Regions from separate parts of the Oryctolagus cuniculus genome. Here region 2 is linked to region 1. Evidence: chromatin contacts called from public Micro-C data. All regions are on one chromosome and are shown on one strand. The core of a region is the stretch at or near the end of the contact, and the rest is flanking DNA. Distances in the headings are between cores, read along the strand shown.

Region 1 (5,097 bases), core at 1,697-4,196:
AGGCTGCCCTGGGGATGCCAGCACCCCACATCAGAGTTCTTGGGATCGAGTGCTGCCTCCACGCCCAACCCGGCTTTCTCCTAATGTGCCTGCGAAGCAGCAGATGATGGCTCAGGTGATGGGGTCCCTGCACCCACATGGAGTTCCTGGCTGCTAGTCTCAGCCTGGCCCAGCCCTGCCCTTTGCAGGTACATTGGGGAGTGAACCAGTGGATAGAAGATCTCTCTGCATCTCTCTCTGCCTTTCAAATAATTTTTTAAAAATGCTTAAAGTTTACATTAGGGATCATTTTATGATATAAGCCATAAAGTATCTGATGTTTCTAATCTTTTTTTTTTTTTTAATTCTTTGAAAGAGAAACAGGTTCCTCATCTGCTGGCTCACTCCCCAAACGCCTGCAGCAGCTGGGGCGAGGCCTGGCAGAAGCCAAGAGCCTGAGCCCAATCCCGGATCTCTGATGTGGGTGGCAGGGTCCCAGCTACGTGAGCCATCACCTGCTGTCTCCCAGGGTGCACACTGGGATAGGAGCGGGGCTGGGATTCAGACGCAAGCACTCTGAAGGGGGACGTGGGCGTCCCACATGGTCTCTCAGCCACTGAGTCAGACCCCAGCCCCTGGCCAGCTTTCTAGTAACCGCGCTAAGAGTGTTTCTCTTTAAGAGTGTGAGATGGCAGTCGGCAGGGGTTTCTCAGAAGGCACGGATACTTACAGATTCTACCAAACACTCAGTACACGAAAACATGGCTCCCACAATGGCGAAATTCTTGGCGTAGGACATCCCCCTTTGTCCCATGTCCTTAAGAACCTCCTTTGCAGTCGGTGTACGGTACGGATCCTTGGGATCGAAGCCCACGTTGGTATCAATGCCGGCAGTAAACACCCCGAATGCGCCTCCCAAGACAAATCCTGGAAGCAAACACAGAGATGGGGAATATTCTTGGCATTTTGCGGATGTTTTTTCTGGAATGCCGCCTCGGGATCACGCTCATCAGTGACCTGGATGGCCACCAGTGCAGGAAACGCACCCTCTTGCCACTCACCCGGGTTTCCATATTACAAGGTCCATCCTCTTAGATTTCTCTCTCCTTTTCTTTCCTAACCTGCCTGAAGATTCTGTCTCTAGCCCTCTGTTCTCTCCGTACTCTCTCAAACACATGCCCTCACTCCTCTGCCACGGCCGAGCCCCATGACCATAAGGTCATTTAGGATGCCCAAGTGCCAGACACCAGGCGCTTCAGCCACTGCCTCACCCCCTCTTCCCAGCACCCGCCAGGAGGATGCCAGCACCCTTTCCTTTATACAGATGTGGAAACCAAGGGTCAGCAAGGTTAAGGAACTTCCCCAAGGTCACAGGGCCACGCCGCTGCCCACATCTGACACTCCTGTGGCTCCTGGACATCTGCCCATGGATGCCTCCTCACGGCCTCAAAGGCAGCCCAAGTTCACGGATACCAGGGCCACCTCCCCCCTAGACTTTTCCTTCACTGTCACCACAGCCCTGTATCTCAGCAGTAATTCTGCCTGCTTCCTCGGTTCCCCTGCAACCAGGCAGCTACAGAAGATGGCAAACCCTTTCAGCCTAGCTCTCCAAGCACGACCATGGCCATCTGCGTCCACAGCCGCGTCTCCATCACCCCCACCCTGGAGCGTCAGAGACTCAGGGGAGGCCAAGGGGAGCTTGTCTCAGCCGTCTCGAGCTTGTCTCAGCCGTCTCCACGGCCATCCCACCCAGCCTCTCCTCCTTCCCCACACTCCACCCCGGGTGCCCTTCAGCACTCTCCTAAAAAACAAAGTTTTACCGGTAAGCACGCTAAGGCCTGTGCGCGTGGGCGCAGAGCTCAAATCTCCGCCTCCACTTTCCCCTTTCTCAGCCCTGAGGTTCACCTCTGCTATGGCCTCCCACCCCCCCACCCCCCCAAAGCAGAATCCCTCTTCTCTCTCTCTTTTTCTCACTAGCACTCATTTCTTACAGGTCGTTCGTTCTCAGCGAGACTTAAACTCAGCACACACGCGGCCAGTCTACCCCGTGCCCGTGAAGTGTTCGGGCCGTCCTCATAGCCTCCACAGGTCAAAGAGAGAGAACCAGAGGGCAGGGCCAGCCTCCTCCGGCCCCTGCCCACCGCTGCCTGCTCCCTCCTGGCAGCTCCTCGGCCAAGCCCCCCGTCCACCTGCTCCTCTGAGCAGGAAAACCTCAACTCCACCGGACCAAGGCTCTGCCTCTCCCACCCCCTGTTTCCGCGGCCTGGCGCAGGCCAGTTGCTCAGCAACAAGTTGTTGAATTAAGGATGCAATGAATGAAGAATGAACGAAGTCACCCATTCTACGGCCTGGCCGCCTCCCTCAGAGGGCCTGCTTCCCCGTTCGGATTTCCGAAGGCCAAGCTGACCCCGGGGCCAGAGCCTGAGGTCACCGGGGCGCGACGGGAACGCAGCCGAGGTCGCGCGTCTGCACCGCGGCCCCGCGAGCCCTCCGCCTCCCCGGGGCCCACGCGCCTCGCCGCGCCTCCCCGGGCCCACGCGCCGCGCCGCGCCTCACCTCCCACGCAGGCCAGCGCTGCCTTGAAGGCGCAGCTCTCCATCGCCCTCTCGATCATCTTCTGCTCCTCGCTCTTGGCCGGGCTCGGGATCCCGCCCAGGCTCCCGGGCTCCAGGAGCCGCGGCTGCCGCTTGTCACCCACCAGGTACTGCAGGAGGAGGCTGTACTGCAGCGGGGCTTCGGCGGGCTCCGCGGCCGCGGGCGCTGAGCGCCCGGCGCTGGGGGCGGCCGCCGCCATGACAGCAGCTGCCCCGGGAAGCCCCCGCGTCGCTCTTCCCACAGCAGATTCCACAAACTTCCTGCCAAGCGAGCGACTGGATCTCAACGGCAGATTCGTCGCAGCGGGAAAGCTGCGGAAGACGACATCGGCCTGGGAGTACCTGGCCAGAGCGCTATCGTGTTTCCCGAAAGCCGAATCAAGCTTTTGAAGCAGTCCCAATCAATGGCACAGACAGGCACGTTTCAGTCACAGGGAAGCGCCCTCATCCTTCTGGGGCTGCGGCGTGGTGTGGGCCGGCATTGGTAGCGCTAACCCGAACAGCAACTACATTTCCCAGAAGGCCTTGCGCGTGCTCTCGCGGGTCGAACCGGTCTGGAGCGCGTCAGAGCTCTCGCCTGGCGGGACGCGAGCGGCGTCGCCCCGCGGGCTGCAGTGCGGCCAGGGGCCGGCAGGGGGCGCGTGCGCACTGCCGAGCTCTCTCCGCGTCCGCGTTGGGACCTTGAAGATGTGAAATGTTGGTGACGGGCAGTGCTTTGCAGATTAAACGTGGAGGAATGGCATAACCGTATGTAAGGAGCGATGTGTTCAGTAATTAGAGAACGGAGCAGTAAGAGTGATGCTAGCCCAGCTAAGAGAAGTCAGGATCTGGGATCTGAAGTGACGGACCCTGGTCCAGTACGGAGGGCCAGCCAGGCCGTGCTTGGTGCTGTTGCCCGCGGGGCTGGTGTCCTGTGGCAAGCTGGGCACTAATGCTCGTGTTTTTGCAGCTTGCAAAACAAAGCCAGGAGCCAGGATCTTCATCCGGGTCTCCCATGTGGATGCAGGGGCCCAGGCCCTTGGGCCATCTTCTGATGTTTTTCCCAGGCGCATTAGCAGGGAGCTGTTTGGGAAGCAGTGCAGCTAGGACTCGAACTGGCACCCATATGGGATGCTGGCATTGCAAGCAGTGGCTTAACCTGCTCACCCAGCGCTGGCCCCGTACCCAGAGTTTTCTAAGCTGATGTGAGATTCACTGTTGTACCCCCACCAGGCCATCCTCACTCTGAGGTTCCTAGTGACTTCCCAATTGTTCAGCGCCACGCACACATCACGCTGCTAGACGTCACGGCTGCCTGTGGCCTGGCTGACTGCTCCCTCCTGTGAAGTCTCCAGTTCCAGGGAGCCCCCCTCTCCCAGTTTTGCCGCGGCCTCTGCACTTGCTCCTCTGCAGCTCCCTCCGCCTGGCAGGCTGGCCACACTCACAGCTTTCCCTGCTACTCCCAGTGCCTCATCGACTCCTGCGTTTTAAAAATTTATGTAGCTCAGCCGGTGCCGTGGCTCACTAGGCTAATCCTCCACCTTGTGGCGCCGGCACACCGGGTTCTAGTCCCGGTCAGGGTGCCGGATTCTGTCCCGGTTGCCCCTCTTCCAGGCCAGCTCTCTGCTGTGGCCAGGGGGTGCAGTGGAAGATGGCCCAAGTGCTTGGGCCCTGCACCCCATGGGAGACCAGGATAAGTACCTGGCTCCTGCCATCGGATCAGCGCGGTGCGCTGGCCACAGCGCGCCGGCTGCAGCAGCCATTGGAGGGTGAACCAACAGCAAAGGAAGACCTTTCTCTCTGTCTCTCTCTCTCACTGTCCACTCTGCCTGTCAAAAAAAAATTATGTAGCTCATTATTTTATTTGAAAGCTGGGGGTTGGGGCCGGCGCTGTGGCACAGTGGGGTAAAGCCCTGGCCTGAAGCATCAGTATCCTATATGGCTGCCGGTTCTAGGCTGCTCCTCTTCTGATCCCAGCGCTGTGCTATGGCCTGGGAAAGCAGTAGAAGATGGCCCGAGTCCTTGGGCCCCTGTACCCACGTGGGAGACCTGGAGGAAGCTCCTGGCTCCTGGCTTCGGATTGGCACAGCTCTGGCCACTGTGGCCATCTGGAGAGTGAACCCACGGATGGAAGTTCTCTCTCTCTCTCTACCTCTCTCTGTAACTCTGTCTTTCAAATAAATAAAGTAAATCTAGGAAGGATGGAAGGAAGGAAGGGAGGGAGGGAGGAAGGAAGGGAGAGAGGGAGGGAGGAAGTCGAGGGGAGAGAGCCTCATTGCTGGTTTACTCACCGAATTAATGAAATAGCTGAAACCAGGGTGCAGGAACTCAGTCCAGCAAACTCATGCATTCCAGTATGGGACATCAGTGTCTTAAGTGCTAAACACCCACCCCATGACTCCTAAATCTCGATTTCTAGCCCAGACCTTTCTTTTGTCTTTCTTTCTGAAGCTTTATGTATTGGGGCTGGTGCCATGACACAGCAGGTTAAGCTGCAGCCTGTGGTACCAGCATCCGTGTGAGCACCCATTCGTGTCCTGGGTGC
Region 2 (4,761 bases), core at 1,447-3,946, 430 kb after region 1:
TGGAGGATGGCCCAAGTGCTTGGGCCCTGCACCCCATGGGAGACCAGGAGAAGCACCTGGCTCCTGCCTTCAGATCAGCGCTATGTGCTGACCGCAGCACGCTGGCCGCAGTGGCCATTGAGGGTGAACCAACGTAAGGAAGACCTTTCTTTTTGTCTCTCTCTCTCACTGTCCACTCTGCCTGTCCAAAAAAAAAAAAAAAAAAAAGAAAGAAAGAAAGAAAAAGAAAGGTGCATAGAGGGGCGAGCGAGCAGGGCGGGCAGCAGGGGTCCCAGCTGGGGCTGAGGGGGACTGTCCTGCTGTCCCCAAGTTCAGACAGCCTCTTGGCCTGTAGGACCCAGGAGCCTTGAGCAGAAACCTTAAGAAAAGGAGCCAGGAGGGTAGATCTGGAGCAGGAGAGGAAGAGGGGTTTGGAATTGCAAGGTCGTATTAGTGTTATGAAGATCTGATTATTGGTCTTGCCCTGCAGGGTTCAAGTCTGACTCCTGGAGCAGGGCAGGCATCCAGGAAACCAGCAGGAGGGGCCCGGGCCCTCCCACCAGCCGCAACACCCGCAGCCGTGTCTGGAGCTTTGGCAGACATGGCACCCATCCCGGGTGGCCGGTGAAGCCGCTGGACCACCGGCTGGTGACCAGTGAGAGGCCCTAGCGGGGGCCGGGGGGCCGGGAGAGCATTGCACAGCTGGGCCTTATTGAGGCTGGGACAGTGGGATTGGAAAAAAGCAAAGCAAATGGGTCAGAGGCCTCTGTGTGAGCAGATTTGTTCCTGTGCACAGGGCACAAGACAGACGCCTTCTCAGATCTCTGGAACTCTCCATCTGGGGTTGGGGGTCTTGCAATCGCGCGGGGCCAGCAGCAGCCAGGTTCCAGGTGGGAGCTTGGCAAGTGGTGGGTGAGCCTTCCCCTCTCATCCTCAGTTCTCCCCAAACCCCAGCTCACTTGCAGTAAAGACCCAAGACTGCAAAACAACGCCTTTTATGTCTCCAGCGAGCACGAGGAGTTCCCAGCAGTAGGAAGCTGCAAACCACAGCCGCCCCCAGCCTGCATGCACTGCACGTTCTGCTTTGAATTAGGGCTGCAAGAGGAGTGCCCTGGAGGCCTGGGGCTGAGGGAAGGACACACTCAGCCCAAGGTCACCACGTGGAGCACAGTGGCTGCCCCAAGGGCTCCCACCCTCCTTCCTTCCCAGGCAGCCGCCACAGGCTGTGCACTGTGGGATCCTAGAGGCCGCCCCTCAGGGGTGGCAGCTCAGAGCAGCTGGTTCCCTAGGGTTGACCACAGCGAGGGCTCTTCCCGGCCCGCAAGTTCTGGTCCACCTGACTCTCTGAGTGGAGCCAGGAGCGCAAGTTGCTGATGTGAGGCCTCCTTGCAAAAATCCCTTCCGGCCTTTATTTTCTGGGGACTCGGGAAGGCTCTTTTTTGTGCATTTGGGGAGGGTTGGAAGAATCAGCCCCTGGCTCCCAGGCAGGGGGCCTCCAGGGTGGACCTCGCCCAGGGGCTGATCATCTGCCTCCTTGCCAGCTGCCTGTGACATCTGCTGTCCACTGGGCTCAGCAGACCCCCGTCTGTGCAGGGAAACCAATGGTCTCCCAGGTGACACAGGTCAAAATGGAGACAGTTACAGACAGAAAGGGAGAAACAGAAAGATCATCCATCTGGTGGTTCACTCCCCCAAATAGCTGCCACTGCTGGAGCTGGGCTGATCCGAAGCCCGGAGCCAGGAGCTTCTTCCGGGTCCCCCACGTGGGTACAGGGGCCCACACCATTGCAAAAAGCTGGCTCAGAAGTGGAGCCACTGGGACTCATATAGGATGCCAGCACTGCAGGCGGCAGCTTTACCTGCTACGCCACACCGTAGGCCCCAATCTCCAGGCTCTTGGTTGAACTCCACCAGAACCCCTAGGGCTGAGGGGTGCCCCCTGTGCATGCGGGTCAGGCGGATCCCGGGAAAGGTGCTGGCTCTGGGGTCAGTCCAGACCCCCTGAAACCAGGTCCTGCCCGCAACGGGGCTTCTCTGCGAAGCCAGAGGCCAGGGCAGACGTCTGGGTCTGCTCAGTGCGGGGTTCCCCGGGGGCGCGCAGCCCACAGCTCCCGTGGCGGCGGCGGGGAAGCTGCCTCCCCCCACTGCGGGGCCCTGGCCCCCGAGGCGGCGCCCGGGCAGCCGGCTGAGCTCATCCACGTCACCGTCTCCCCTGCCGAGTGGGCCCCCACCGAAACCAGGGCCCCCGGGAGCCCCGCGGTGGGCCCTCTTTCCTCCGGGCCGCCGTGAGCGTCGGCAGTGGCCGGAGCCATCCGACGCACATTAACTATTAATAATTTCCAGTTGTGAGCTCGCTGTGGCCGGCTCTCCGCCGGCTGCCCCCGACCGCCAGTTCTGGAGAGCCCGGGGCGAGCGCCTCCCAGCCCGCGGGCACAGGGCTTTGGCGCGGGGGTGGGCGAGTGGGTGGGGGAAGGTACCCGCGCCCACCTGTAGCCTGGTGGGGGTCGACGGCGCTGGGGGTGCCTCTCCCGCCCGCCCGGCGCCCCCTGCAGCGCCGGTGGGCAGCAGCCGGGGGCGGGCTCGGCGGCCCGGCGGAGCTCGGCGCGGGCGGCGCACGGCGGGAGCGCAGCGGCCCCTGGCGCCGGTCCTCGCGGCGGGGCCTGTGAGGGCTGGGCCGGCCCGGGCGCGGCGGGCCGGGGCGGGGCGGAGGGCGGGCCCCGGAGCGCGGCCGCCGGCGAGACCCGGACGGCGCGCGCGGGCGGCCGGGCAGGGAGGGCGGCCGGGCGGGCAGCGGCCCCGGCCCGCGTCTGCGCCCCTCGCGGCCCTCGCTCGCCCGCGACCCCGCGCCCAGCCATGGTGGGCCGGCTGAGCCTGCAGGATGTGCCCGAGCTCGTGGACGCCAAGAAGAAGGGCGACGGCGTCCTGGACAGCCCGGACTCGGGGCTGCCCCCCAGCCCCAGCCCCAGCCACTGGGGGCTCGCGGCGTCTGCGGGCGGCGGCGCGGGCGGCGGCGGCGGGGAGCGCGCGCCGGCTCCGGGGGCGCTGGAGCCCGACGCGGCGGCGACCCCCGCGGCCCCGGTGAGTGGCCCAGATCTGACTCCTTCCCTCCCCAGCGCGCCCGTCCCCCCACCCCACCCCGGCAGGCCGTGTCGCCCTGCCTGGGACGCGCCGTCGGCGTGGCTGTCGCCGGGAGCCCGGGCGGGAGCAGCGCGATACTGGCCAGCTGGAGTCGGAGGCTGGAAAGTTGTCGTCGCCTGGGAGGCGCGCGGGGGCCGGGAGAGGCGCGCCGCTGTCCCCTCCCTCGGGTGGCCGCCCCCGGTGGCCGCCAGGCTGCGGCTCAGCCACGTTCGCTCCCGGGTCGGGCGGGCGGGCGGGGCCCCCGGGACCTGGCACGGGACCCCAGCCTGCCTTCCGAGGCCCGTGAGCCCACTCCGCTGTGCCCCGGGCTCCCCGATTCTGAGAGCAAGCGCGCCCTGCTTTCGGTCACTCCCTAGCCTTGACTTCCTGGCGGCGGCCCCTGTCCCGAGAGCGCCCGAGTGTCCCGTGTGTCGCAGGTGGCTGAGGCCTTTTCAGTATTAAGCCTTTTACTTTACTTTACTTTTTTTTTTTTTTACTCAACGAAAAAATCTCCACCACAGTTTACTGCCCTCTGCCCCGGGGCTGAAGTCGTGGTGGCCCCTTAAGGACCTGCACTGCCCCTGCCTCCAGGGGAGCCTCCGGGGTTTGCAGCCTTGCTGCAGGCTGGCCTGCTCCCCTCCCCTCCCCTCCCCTCCCCTCCCCTCCCCCCTGACATTCACAAGGTCTATTACCTCTTCCAGCAAGGTCTTGCTGGCCCTTCAGTGCCCAGCCCGGGTCACCTCCTCTGGGAAACCTTCCCCGATGTTCCCCAGAGCCGTGCCAGGGGCGCTTTGTGCTTGGGGCTGGGGGGTTATAACCTCGGCTGCCCCACCCCCTCCCCGAGGTGCACCTGGGGCAGGGTGGGTGCACGGGGAGCGTCTGTTGATGGGCAGGAAGGGGAGAGAAGGGCAGAGAACCCGGTGCTGGTGTGGATACCTGGGAGAAGGATGTGGGGTGTGTGTCGGGGAGCTGCCTGGGAGGTGCCCCCTGCTGTCCGGGTGTGGGGCTGCGGCCAGAGCATGGCCCAACTGTCCCAGTCAGAGGCTGTTTCCAGAAGCTGATTCTCGCCTCGACCGTGACCTCTGCCTGGACTTAGGACACTCCCCACCCAGACCCGGAAGCCGAGTGCTCAGGACCCTCTGCCCGGTCCTGTCCAAGTCTCTGTGGGCTTTTGCATTGCCCCCTGTGCCCCTGTTTGCCCCTGCTCGTGGCCTGTCATGCAGGGGGTCTCTCAGGCCGCCTGCAAGGTGTTGAGGAGGGGCTGCCGCCACCACACCTGGGCCCAGGTGTTTTTCCTTCTCAGATCAGAGAATGACAGGTGCTTACGCAAGGAGGGCGCGCAGGGGCTGCTGACTTTGCACTTAATGCAGAAGCTCTGACCCCAGTAGCCGGGTGGGACCGGCCGTCACATCGGGGCTGGCACTGTCACCGTGAAGCAGGGCCCCTGATGCTTGTGCAGGCTGGAGAACCAAGGGCAAAGTGGAGAACATCCTGGGGTTCACCTCACCCATGAACTTGCGCTTGCCGGCTTCCTGCTGTGGGATGGGTGCTGATCCCACAGCCCCAGAAACGCAGGAAGTTGCACCAAATCCTTAGCTGAGAAAAACTCCCAGTGGTGATTTTTGTCAGAGCCTTCTCCAGAGTGTCCCAGAGAGAGCGTGGTTG

Evidence for each region. Hi-C and Micro-C count contacts between places; a contact is called where the count stands out from the background.
Region 2: a contact with region 1 is called in a Micro-C map of ear pinna, with 6 times the contacts expected there. The contact joins the promoter of RFLNB here to the promoter of TIMM22 in region 1. A contact is called at or near these places in 2 of 6 Hi-C or Micro-C datasets (ear pinna and an unstated tissue).

The regions. Positions count from the first base shown.
Region 1 is chr17:46,218,012-46,223,108 of mOryCun1.1, forward strand. TIMM22 (translocase of inner mitochondrial membrane 22) reads right to left here and starts at 2,947. Exons shown (of 4, transcript XM_002718896.5): 1 at 2,536-2,947; 2 at 710-906. The coding sequence starts at 2,773.
Region 2 is chr17:46,650,022-46,654,782 of mOryCun1.1, forward strand. RFLNB (refilin B) reads left to right here and starts at 2,697. Exons shown (of 3, transcript XM_051824574.2): 1 at 2,697-3,057. The coding sequence starts at 2,833.